Linked DNA regions of Sus scrofa: region 2 is linked to region 1. A link is a contact called in public Hi-C data. All regions are on one chromosome and are shown on one strand. The core of a region is the stretch at or near the end of the contact, and the rest is flanking DNA. Distances in the headings are between cores, read along the strand shown.

The links. A called contact is a pair of places that touch in the nucleus more often than the background predicts.
Region 2: a contact with region 1 is called in a Hi-C map of retroperitoneal adipose tissue, with 2.2 times the contacts expected there. The contact joins the enhancer-like site here to the promoter of METTL21A in region 1. A contact is called at or near these places in 12 of 47 Hi-C or Micro-C datasets (alveolar macrophages, embryonic fibroblasts, epiblast stem cells and 8 more).

The regions. Positions count from the first base shown.
Region 1 is chr15:110,785,784-110,791,731 of Sscrofa11.1, reverse strand. It overlaps METTL21A (protein N-lysine methyltransferase METTL21A), which reads left to right and starts at 2,266. Exons shown (of 4, transcript XM_003133611.4): 1 at 2,266-2,528; 2 at 3,168-3,347; 3 at 5,387-5,498. The coding sequence starts at 3,201.
Region 2 is chr15:111,225,827-111,231,774 of Sscrofa11.1, reverse strand. It overlaps LOC100154892 (gamma-crystallin F), which reads left to right. Exons shown (of 3, transcript XM_001928752.5): 3 at 1-214. The coding sequence ends at 204. Among named protein-coding and RNA genes, the nearest start is that of PLEKHM3, 43 kb to the right of the region's middle. Within about 2 kb of position 2,589, at least 10 of the 83 cell types and tissues checked have an H3K27ac peak or open chromatin away from gene starts, as enhancers often do. A contact at or near this core is called in embryonic fibroblasts, where this site is marked.

The DNA of each region.
Region 1 (5,948 bases), core at 1,017-3,516:
GTAAGGATGTGAGCAACAGGAACTCTCGTTTCTGGTGGGATTGCTAAAGAGTACAGTCACTTCGAAACAGTTTGGCAGTTTCTTATAGAACTAAACACATGCCACTAGGAAATTACAAATTAAAACAACAAGGATACCACTAAAAGCCCATCAGAATGGCCAAAATTCAAAACACTGACACCACCAAATGCTGGTAAGGATGTGAGCAACAGGAACTCTCGTTTCTGGTGGGATTGCAAAAGAGTACAGTCACTTCGAAACAGTTTGGCAGTTTCTTATAGAACTAAACACACTCTTTCGGTGACTCAAGGATGATGCTCCTTGATATCTCCCCAAAGGACCTAGAAACTTACATCCACTGAAAAGCCCAGGAATGTTTATAGCAGCTTTACTCATAACTGCCAAAACCTGGAAGCAACCAGGATGTCCCTTAAAGGATAGATGGATAAACTGTACTACACTGGAATGTTTGTCATTTAGCACTAAAAAGAAAGAGCAAACAATAAAAAAAAGACATGGAGGAATCTTAAACGCACACTAAGTGAAGAGAGCCAATCTGAAAAGGCTACGTACTGAACCATTCCAACTATATGACGTTCTGGAAAAAGGAAAACTATGGATAGTTTAAAAAAAAAAAAATCTGTGGTTGCCAAAGTTGATGTGTAGAGGACAGAGGATTTTTTAGGAAGTACAACTAACTACTCCGTATGATATTATAATGGTGGATACACATCTTCTACATTTGTCCACGCTCACAACATATATAACACCAACAGTGAACTCTAATGCATAAACTGTGGTCTTTGGGTGACAATGATGTGTCAGTGTAGGTTTATCAGTTGGAGCAAATGTACCATCCTAGCGGGAGATGTTGATAATGAGGGAGGCTATGCATGGAACAGAGAGTGTGTGGGAAATCTTGCCAACGTTACTGTGAACTTAAAATTGCCCTCAAAAATAGAATGTATACATGTATGTGTGAGTGGGTCACCTTGCTGTACAGTAGAAAATGGACAAAACACTGTAAACCAGCTATAATGAAAAAATAAAAATCATTATAAAATAAAAAACATTGCTCTCAAAAATAAACTCAATCACATAAAAAATTAATAATAAAGAAGCAAAGCTAAAGAAAAAAAAAAGAGTAAAAGACCTTCACCAGTGACCTTCAAAGTTCCGTTCAAATCAACTTTGCAGTCCCAGGGCCCCACCCACGCCTCCCTCCTCCAGGAAGGAAAAGGAAATGTGGACAGAGCCCGGCACGCCCCCTGCGGGATGCGAGGAGAGGGGGTGGTTTAGGTCTGGCTCAAGCTTCTAACCAGTGGCCGCGGGGCGCAATCACCAGGAAAGCTCTAAAAAAAAATGCCAAGGCTCGGGTCCCACCGCACACCAGCTGAAACTTTCCCCTGGCAGAGTCCTGGTCTGCGGAGATGAAAAGCGCTCCGGTTTATTCCAACGTGCAGGGAGAGCTGAAAATCGCCCTCTCCTGAGAGTGCGGCGGCGGGGGGGTCACGGCGGCTGGGAGTCCAGATCCGAGAAGAGAAAGAATCTTTCGGAGAGAAGGATGCGGCCCCTGCCGCCGTCACATTCTTGGGTGCTCACTTCAAGCTGAGCGCTTCCCAAGGGCCTGCGGCCAGGTGCCACACTCTCAGCAACTTTCGTCTGGAGAACGGGTGTTCGTTCCCAAGCCAGGGGCGCTAACTTTCTGTCCGGGGAGGAAGGAAGACCTGGACCTCCGGTCTACACCGGGCGCCCCGCTCGGCTTTTGCTCTCTAGTTGAGAAGGGCTTTGTCACGTTTCCCACTCTACCGCCACGGAGCGCCGGATTGCACCAATTCGAACCTCACTTTGCTAATACAAGGACGGATGGGTGACCACGTATTCTTTGGAGCGAATTTTCTCCTACACCCGCTAACTAGCCACCCTTAAAACTAAAAACAGGCAAACACACACGTTTAAGAAACACACACAAAAAGACGCGCGCGCCAAAACGAGCGCATAGATAAGCGGCCCCAGCACCAGGTGGGCGGCCTCCCACTCCCCGGTCGCCACGGTACCCACGCCTTCGGCGCTCCCGCCCGCGGCTCTGCACCTCGCTCTCCCGGGCCCCCCGGGAAACTGACTTGGCCGCAATCCCCTGGGGACCCACGCGGGGGAGGGCCCGCCCCCAGCCAGCACTTGTCCTGGGAAGGCGGGGAGCTGGGAAGGCGGGGAGCCGGAAACGCGTGGCCCCAGCGCGGGCTGCCCACCTCCGCGCGCGGGTCATTTCCGCCGCCGACCTCGGGGCGGGGAGAGCAACGCGCGCACCAACCCGGCGCCGCCTCGGGAGCCGTAGGTAGAGGGGAGGCTGCGCTGCCGGCCGGGGTGTGTAGCCCGCCCGGCTCTTGGGACGCTGAGCGCGCCTTCGGCCTTCGGCAGGGAGGCCGCGGGCGCTCCCGAGATGGGGCAGGAAGCCCGCGCGTCTGGGGATCCGTAGCTCCCGGCCCGATCCCGCCGGTTCCCGCAGCTTTGGGGCCCGCGGGAAGGACGTACGTACCTGTCGGACCTTCAGTGGGGCGGGCGGGGGTCAAGACTATGAGGAGGTCTCCGAGCCGCGGTGCCCCAATCTATCCTGGACCCGGGGTCTCGCTCGCTGAAAGCGACTCGGAATCCACTAGCGTCTTTCACTTCCAGTGCAAGAAATGTAACTGCGTTGAGCGTGTATAGCCGGCTGGTGTCGTAAAGCGGGATAATCTTACCGTTAACCCTTCATTTAAGTTCAGACGTCTGTGGGGTCGCTCTTGAACGCAACGATTTAGAGAGAGCAAGGAAGACCAAGAAAGAAACAACAATATAATGCCCTGCCCAACGCAGCGGCTTGCAGCTGCAGTCTACACGGGCCCCGGCAGTTTAGAAAGCGCTACTTTCTCCGCAGTCCTGGGCTGTCACCTCTACTTTGCTCACTCTTCGCTCAGCTGCGAATTCGTCGAGCGGCTACAGCACGAACTCAGAGCGATATCTCACTTCCCAGAAGAGCCATGTAAAAGGAATGAGACAAAGGCTTCTTTCCTCGAGTGTTAATTATTTTGAACTCGTAAAATGACCTTAAGAAAGCAATTGTAGCTACTTAAGAGGTAATAATACTTTTTCTGGCTAGAAGCATCACGCAGAATTCTTTTGCTCCACAGCTTTGAGGGAGCAGGGAGCTGGGCTCGGACGAGATGGCCCTGGTGCCCTATGAGGAGACCGCAGGAATGGGGCTGCAGAGATTCCACAAGCCTCTTGCCACCTTCTCCTTTGCAAACCACAGGATCCAGATCCAGCAGGACTGGAAGCAGCTGGGAGTCGCTGCCGTGGTTTGGGACGCGGTAAGTAACCCCCGGGGGGAGCCTCCAGCAACTGATTATAAGACTGGTCTTTATTTTTTTTTAATAATAGTTTTATTGGGATATAATTCTATACCGTACATTTCATCTATTTAAAGTAGTTTGGTTTTTGTTTTTTTTTTTCTTAAGTAAATCCACGGAGTGGCCCAACTGTCGCCACACTCAATTGAAAACATTTCATCATCCCACTCCCTTCAAAAAAATTTCTAGGAGTTCCTGTAGTGGCACAGTGGTTAACAAATCTGACTAGGAACCATGAGGTTGAGGGTTCGATCCCTGGCCTTGCTCAGTGGGTTAAAGATCTGGCATTGCTGTGAGCTGTGGTGTAGGTTGCAGACGCGGCTCAGATCCTGTGTTGCTGTGGCTTTGGCATGGGCTGATGGCTACAGCTCCAATTCGAACCCTAGCCCAGGAACCTCCATATGCCACAGGAGCGGCCCAAGAAAAGGCAAAAAGACAAAAAAACAAAACAAAACAAAAAAAACTATTAGAATCAATTCCCTGTTCCCTTACCACCAAATAGATTGTGTTTTAAGGGTGAATAAAGAAAGCTGAGAGAAACGAAGTGACTTGCCAGCAATTTACCCATTGGGAAGAAGGAAGACTGAAAAGAAAGCTGGAGACCCTGTTTGGGACACTCATTCATTTAGGTTTCACATTAAGTTTAACGTTGCACAAAGAATATTGTAAAGTAACGAAGCCGAAAGTGACGAGCATGTGTTTTCTTGAAGTTTTCCATAGTTGTAAGGATCAAACAATTATACCATAATTGCTTCTTTTTCCTCTCCCAGCACTGTTCTGTCAGTGGCATGTGACAGAACCTTGTCCTCAGCTTCTAGCACCTCACCTGGGATTAAGGGGGAGCACATGGAATGTTGGATAAATGATTGGCGTAGATACAATTTTACATTTTAACATTGTATTAGGGATGTTAGAGAAACATTTAGTAATAAAAATCTTGACATAGCCTAGTCCAGTAATACTACTTGTAGAAGCAAGTCCAGGGTAACTACATGCAGAGTGTTCCTAGGATGAGTAATAAAGATACATGAAAGTGAGGAGTAGCTGAGCCTCCTACATTCTCATCAAGAGGAGAAATTGCTGGGAATTTCTATCGTGGCTCAGTATCTGACTAGCATCCATGAGGATGTAGATTCTATCCCTGGCCTCACTCAGTGGGTTAAAGACCCGGAGCAGACACAGCTCGGATCTGGTGTGGCTGTGGCTGTGGCTTTGGCCTTTGGTTGGGAGGCAGGGGGCGCTCCTGAGTTGGGGCAGGAGGAACTTTAATTAGACCCCAAGCCTGGGAACCTGCATATGCCGCAGGTGTGGCCCTAAAAATATTAAAAAAAAAAAAAAAAAAAGAGGAATTGCTAAATATACTAATAGCATGTGGCCATGAAAAACAAATTTATGTTAACAGTATAGAGTTGTATGCAAATGCTAACTCACACAGTAAGTCCAAACCTTTAGCTAAAACCTAGCTTTTGATGCCGGGTTCCTGTGGGGTGGTGACTGTTAGGGGCACAGGATGGAGGAACACAGCCCGTGAAGCCTTGGTGCTGCTTTGCTTTTTCCCTCTGGGTGATGTCGTGGCATTGCTGATTTGAACTTGGTTCAGGAACTGGACATTCCTGCAAGCAAAATTACAGAGACCCTTCATGTCAGCTCTTCCATAGTAGTTTTGTAAACCTTAGGTTTAAAAGTGATATAGTACAGTAGGAAAATGAAACCTCCCAGATTCAGCAGGACCCTGGCTTGGGTGGACAGGATCACTGACCACTGCTGTCTCCGTCAGGGCCTCTGCTGGGGCCTGGGGCAGCTGGACTGTGGGACTCAGTGTCTGTGCTTGCTCTCGGTGACCTCCCAGCATTAGCTGAGTTCCTGTGTGTGTTGTTGAACGGGGAGTTGAACCTTGCAGTGGGAGAGGGTGTGTGGTGTCTTCCTGGTGCACAAGCGTGAAACCTTTCAGCCCCTAAATCACTTATTGACCTTAATTGTAACACTATGTTTTGACTCAGGCTGTCGTTCTTTCCACGTATCTGGAGATGGGAGCTGTGGAGCTCAGGGGCTGTTCTGCCGTGGAGCTGGGTGCTGGCACAGGGCTGGTGGGCATAGTGGCTGCCCTGCTGGGTGAGTGTGACGTGGTGCTCCCTCTTTTGCGAGTGGAACTCTTGGAGTTGTGCCTTTTCATGATGCCAAACCCATTATTAGTTTTCTTTTATTGGATTACTTTTCTTTCCCCTGTACTTATTATGAGTCATGGGCCACCTGCTGTGCTTTTACCTCCAGGAAAGCTAATTCCTTCTCATTTCTCTTCCTATATTTATACTTCTCACAGAAGACTGCTTTAAGATCATGTTAATTCGTAATTGAAGAGAAAAAGAAAAGGAATTAGCCTTGGGTGATGAGGACCTAGAATCCATCACATGTGTACAGGACCCACCCAAGCCCCACTTTCATCCTGTTCTTTTTCTGGTAACATACTTTAAAAAAGAAAAAAAAAAAATTGTCTTTTTAGGGCCAGACCCACAGCATATGAGGTTCCCAGGCTAGAGATCAAATTGGAGCTGTAGCCGCCGC
Region 2 (5,948 bases), core at 1,340-3,839, 440 kb before region 1:
GACTGCTCCTCACTCCATGACCGCTTCCACTTCAGTGAGATCCACTCCTTCCATGTCCTGGAGGGCTGGTGGGTCCTCTATGAGATGCCCAACTACCGGGGGCGGCAGTACCTGCTGCGGCCGGGGGACTACAGGCGCTACCACGACTGGGGGGCTCTGGATGCCCGAGTGGGCTCCTTAAGGAGGGCCGTGGATTTCTATTGAAATGTTTTTACTCTACCCTTTTCTCCATCTGGAAGCTAATAAAATATTTCCTGTGTGTTTCATGCAGCCATGTAGCCCTCTTTTCCTTTCAGACTCCTCGAAAGGGCTCAGCAAAAATAAAGCTGGGAATAATGTGGACTTTCTTACACACATCCCTGGAAAGGGTGGTATGCAGTAGCAGGTAAGAGGACAGGCTCTGGAGCCAGAGTGCCTGGGTCCAAACAGGAGCTGTAGGCAATGGGGCAAGTTAGCACTCTTAGCATTTTTGGGTCTCAGTTTTCTAATAATATGAAGGTGGGGGTAATAATACTTTTCACGTCACAGGAATTTGATATAGATTAATTGAGTTAATAGTCATAATTCTCTTAGGCATGAAGTATCTGCTATATAATAAATAAGTACTTATAAGAGTTTCTTAGTTATTACTGAGTGTTTGGACCTTATACAATAGTGTTTAAAGCATCAACAATGGATTAAGGATCAGCTGTGACAGAATCATCTGAGACACTAAAGGTAGAGTCCTAGACCCCGCCCCACAGGTGATTCTTATGCAAATGAAATTTAAGAACCTTAGTTCTAAATCTAGTTTCTTGTAGTGCAGAATTACATCCAGAAAGACTGAACCCACTCCCTTTTTGACACTGGGCTCTGTACTAGGAAACAATAATGACTAGGAACTGGGTCGTTGTCCCCAAGAGCTCCCAGTCTAGTGGGAGAGCAGAATTATCCAAAAGCATTTTTGAAATAATTGTCTCAGAGGCCTGGCAGATACATGTATGTCTACAAGGCTGTGGGGTATTGAGGAAGAAGCCCAAGACACTTGTCAGAGTACTTGAGAAGCTCCTACGGCAGCTTCATCCATCACTAGCAAAGACGTTGAATTGCCACCACTTTGATGCCAGGTATCAAAGATTCTGCTTTGAAATTCTTCCGGTAAAATTTCTAACAGAATGCTAGGGAAAAGAAGTTGAAACAGAATCGTCATACCAACATGACCGATATAGCAGAAGGGTTTGAACTCTGAAATGTGACGGCAATTAGACTGCCTGAGTTTGAATCTCAAGTGTATCTTGTGCGATCAAGAGTCTCAGGTCAGGGTCCTCCAGACCAAGGATTCAGGAAAAGGTGATTTATGGGGAAATAGCCCCAGGAGGAAAAGTGAGGGAGTTAGGAAAGCAAGAGAAGGAAGAAAAAGCCAACTCAGCGGGATCCTTTGGAGAGCCCTGGAGCATGGAGCCTCCCTCCAAGTTTCTCCAGCCTGGAGGCTGAGGATCTGGAGGACCCACCTTTGCCATTGGTCATGGGGGAAGGGAGACCCAAAACTCCCAGAGCCTTTGGACTCTCCTTACGTGTGAGTGAGGGGCAGCCTTCGGAAGATTCCAGGGCGAGCATTAGCAGCGAAGCCTGCAGAAGCTGGGAGTGAGTACGTTGATCTGTCTTCACCAGAACCACTCTGGCCCTTCTGAGCGCTGAACCCAGCATTTGCACTGTGTCTTGGCCCAGAGCTATGTCTTCTTCTTTCATCTCTGAGCCTCCGACAGATCCATTTTTAACTGAGGAAACTTTGAATTCATGACTAAGATAGATTCCACATCCTTGTTCAAATATTTCCCTTGCTTCACCTTCAAGCTCACCACCAATTTGCTTAGGATTTCTCAACCAACTCTTTTTTTATCGCCTTCACATTTTTTCTTACCATTGTATATACATGGTTTTTTAAATGGATGACTCTCTCTTAGAAGAAAGGGACAGCTATGCCGCACCTTGTTGGCTGCCTTCCACTATTCCTCTATTCCTCTCTCGGTGTCTATAGACACATACGCTTATCCTCAGCCCACTGGTCTTAAAATGTCTCAGATCAATCTAGCTGTGTTTAGAGATTATGAAAATAAAGTCTGGAACATCTCATGGTACCAGGAAATAAGAAAATACTAAAAAAAAAAAAAAAAGAAAAATTAAAAAGAGAGACTCAGGGACCAATCCTCGTGTAACAAAAGCTGGAACTGTTGCAACAGCTCCAGCCCAGCTTGTCCTGGGCTAGCGAGGTTTCATTGTAACTGCTACCTCCCAGGAAGCTTTTTAATACTGTGACATGGTGACTAGCCACTTCCTCATTGCAGCTATCAGTTTTAATATCCGTTGGCTCGGAAGCAAACCCCCAAATTCCCTAAGAGGTATAATACACATTATAATTTTAGAGATAAGACCTAATTGGCACTGTTCAGATGATTCTCTGCTGAGGCCTTCTGATAGGAAAATACTGAAATTCTTTGCACATCTGGAATACAGATCCAGACAGGGAAAGCGGACTTGTTGGCACCGTGTAATATAACTCACACTTCAGTGAACAGGGATCAAGCAGCTGCTGAAAGGACAACAGGGTTGGAAGCCTGTCCTGCTGCTTTGAGATGTTTCTTTCTGCCATGAGGCCAATAATAACTGACAGCATTTATAGTGTTTCCAGTGCGGCAGGCACAGTGCCAATCACGTCACATCCCTTTGCTTGTTCCAATCTTTTTACAACAACCCTGTGAGTTAGGTCCTGGCCGTATCTGCATTTAACAAGGATACAAGTTCAGAACAGTTAAATGATTAATCCAGTGCCATATACAGATAGAAAGAGCAGAGCCCGAATTTAAAACCAGGTTTCTCTGACTCCGGAATGCTGGCATTTCGCCACTAGGTTATACAGCCTCCCTGCAGGAGGACATACTTTGAAAAAGGAAGATTGGAGAGTACCCGTTGTGGCTCAGCGGGTTAAGAACCTGTTATAGTGTCCTTGAGGATGTGGGGTTTGACCCCCGTCCTCACTCAGTGGGTTAAGGATCTAGCATTGCTGCAAGCTGCATTGTAGGTCACAGAAGGCTCGGAACTGGTGTTGCGGTGGCTGTGGCATAGGCTGGCAGCTGTAGCTCCGAATCGACCCCTAGCCTTGGAACCTCCATATACTGTGGGTGTGACCCTAAAAAGAAAAAAAGCAGAAGAAAAAGGAAGCTTGGGGGGTGGGAGGTCAGAAACATGTACAGTGCAATGGACCCTCAGCATCTGAAGGGGATGGGTTATAGGAGCCCCCAGGGGACCAAAATGCCCAGATGCTCAGATCCCTCCTATAAAATGGCTAGTACAGTTGGCCGTTTGCATTGGTGGGTTTGGCATCCGTAGATTCAATCAACTGCGGGTTGAAACTGGATGCCCCGATGGTGCAAAACCCACCAATGCAGATGGCCAACTGTTTATTGAAAAAAATCAAGGTCGTAGTGGACTTGAACACTTCACATCTGTGTTGGTCAAGGGTCAACTGTATACTAGTTCCCGGACATGCCATTTCTAGCAATAATTTACCTGAAGGTCAAAATCTTGTCCCAAATGAGAACTTAAGAGGCAGGTGGGGAGGCAGGAAAAGCACCCCACCTAGAGGATTGGAAATAGGGGAAAGAAGGATCTTTGAAATTCAAAAGCAAGAGATGTGTGGGAGTAGTTCAGGCCTGTAACACTCATGAAACGAGATTGGATGTTGTCATTTTATTTATTTTTTTGGCTGTGCCTGTGGCATGTAGAAGTTCCTGGGCTAGGGATCAAACCTGTGCCACAGCAGCAACCCAAGCCACAGGAGTAACGACACCAGATCCTTGGCCTTGAGTCGCCAGCGAGCTCCAGGATGTTGTCATTTTAGAAAAGGTCCATCGTTTTAGACAGGGTCACCAGCAAGATCATAAAGGACAGTGTGACTGTGGGGTCCCTGCTTCCAAGGGACATTCTTGCAATGCATTTGTAGACCTCAACCTATAGTGGTGTGCCCTCTGTGACAAGCCTATCTTCATCTGGGGAGACATGGGTTTGATAAACCACCACGGATCTAGGGCAGGATATCATAACTCACTGTCAGGCTCCTCCCAAAAGATGGCTTGGGAGTTCCTGTGGTGGCAGAACGGTAGCCATGAGAATGTGGGTTCAATGCCCAGCCCCACTCAGTGGGTTAAGGATCCAGTGTTGCCAGGAGCTGTGGTGTAGTTCGCAGATGCCGCACGGATCTCACATTGCTGTGGCTGTGGCGTAGGCTGGCAGCTTGTAGCTCCAATTCAGTTCCTAGCCTGGGAACTCCCATGTGCCTTGGGTGCAGCCCTAAAAAGACAAAAAATTAAAAAATTAAGAAGATGCTTTGTACAAGTTAAACAAGGGAAGAGAATGAAAGCATGGAAAGTGCAGCAATATCCCGGGATGTTGACTTCTCTGTCAGGAAACATTAACTCTGCTTTGCAGGAGGGAGGTCACGATGGCAGACTGGAAGGACATGGAGCTCATCTCCTCCCATAAACACACCAAAAAACATCTATCGGTGGAACCATCCCCCGAACGCCTAAGGATGCTTTCCAGCATTCCTGTGGGGGAGCAGAGGAAACTTGTCCCTCTGGGCTTCTGATCAGAAAGGAAAAGTTAGTGCAGGATGGTGCTTGGATCAAGCATCCTATTGGTAAAGAGGGCTTTGGGGCACTTTACCGCTTTAGAAGAAGGGACGGGACTGGCTCAAGTCTGGGAGGGTGGCCACAGACCCCTCTGTAATATGGAGACAGAGAGTCTCCCTGATGAACTTTTTTTAAAAAAGAAAAAAAGTTCATCAGTCCAGAACTGAAAACCCATACGGGTAGAATGTGTTTATTATTCATTCTCTTAAGTTGGAAACAAGAGGGATTTTTTTGGTTTCTTTTTTTTTTTTTTTTTTTTTAATAGATGGGCAGGTTTACTAAGATAGTTACATGAAGGACTAGGTACCCAAAAGCTACCTTTAGAAGACAGAAAATAGAGTTCCTGTTGTGGCTCAGTGGTAATGAACCTGACTAGTATCCGTGAGGACGCAGGTTCGATCCCTGGCCTCGCTCAGTGGGTTAAGCATCTGGCATTGCTGTGAGCTATGGTGTAAGCCAGAAGCTGCAGCTCTGATTCAATGTCTAGCCTGGGAACCTCCATATGCCACAGGTGCAGTCATAAAAAGACAAGAACAAAAAAGAAAATGAAATTGAAAATATCAACTTGGAAGTGGAGGCTCAGAAGACACAGGGAGAGAGCTGAGACTCTGGAAGGCAGCCTGAGAGCTCTGGCTGGAGGTGGCACATCGCTAGAACAGGAGCAGAGAAGTGCTCCCCACTCCAAGAGAGGCTTTATTGCCTTCACCCCAAGTTCCAGAGAGAAGCACAGGTCCTCACTGGTGCTCAAGGAAACCAGACAAGCGATGGAGGCAGACCTTTCCTAGCAGTGCCTGATGCTATGTCAATAAAAGGGATGATGGGGAATTCCTTCTGTAGCACAATAGGATCCTCAGGGTCTCTGCAGCATCCAGGCACAGGTTCCATCCCCGGCCAGCACAGTGGGTGCAGTGGGTTAAAGGATCTTGCATTGTTGCAGCTACAGTGTAGGTAGCAACTGCAGCTCAGATCTGATCCCTGAAACTCTATATACTGTGGGGTGGCAAGAAAGAAAGAGACAGAGAGAGAGAGAGGAAGAAAGAAGGAAGGAAGGAAAGAAAGAGAGAGAGAAAGAAAGAAAGAAAGAGAAAAAGAAAGAAAGAAAGAAAGAAAGAAAGAAAAGAAAGAAAGAAAGAAAGAAAGAAAGAAAGAAAGAAAGAAAGAAAGAAAGAAAGAAAGAAAGAAAGAAAGAAAGAAAGAAAGAAAAGAAAGGATGGATGATGGGAGCCTTGAAGATGGACACTGAGAACTCAGCCAGGTGCCAGGAACCCACACCCTCACGTC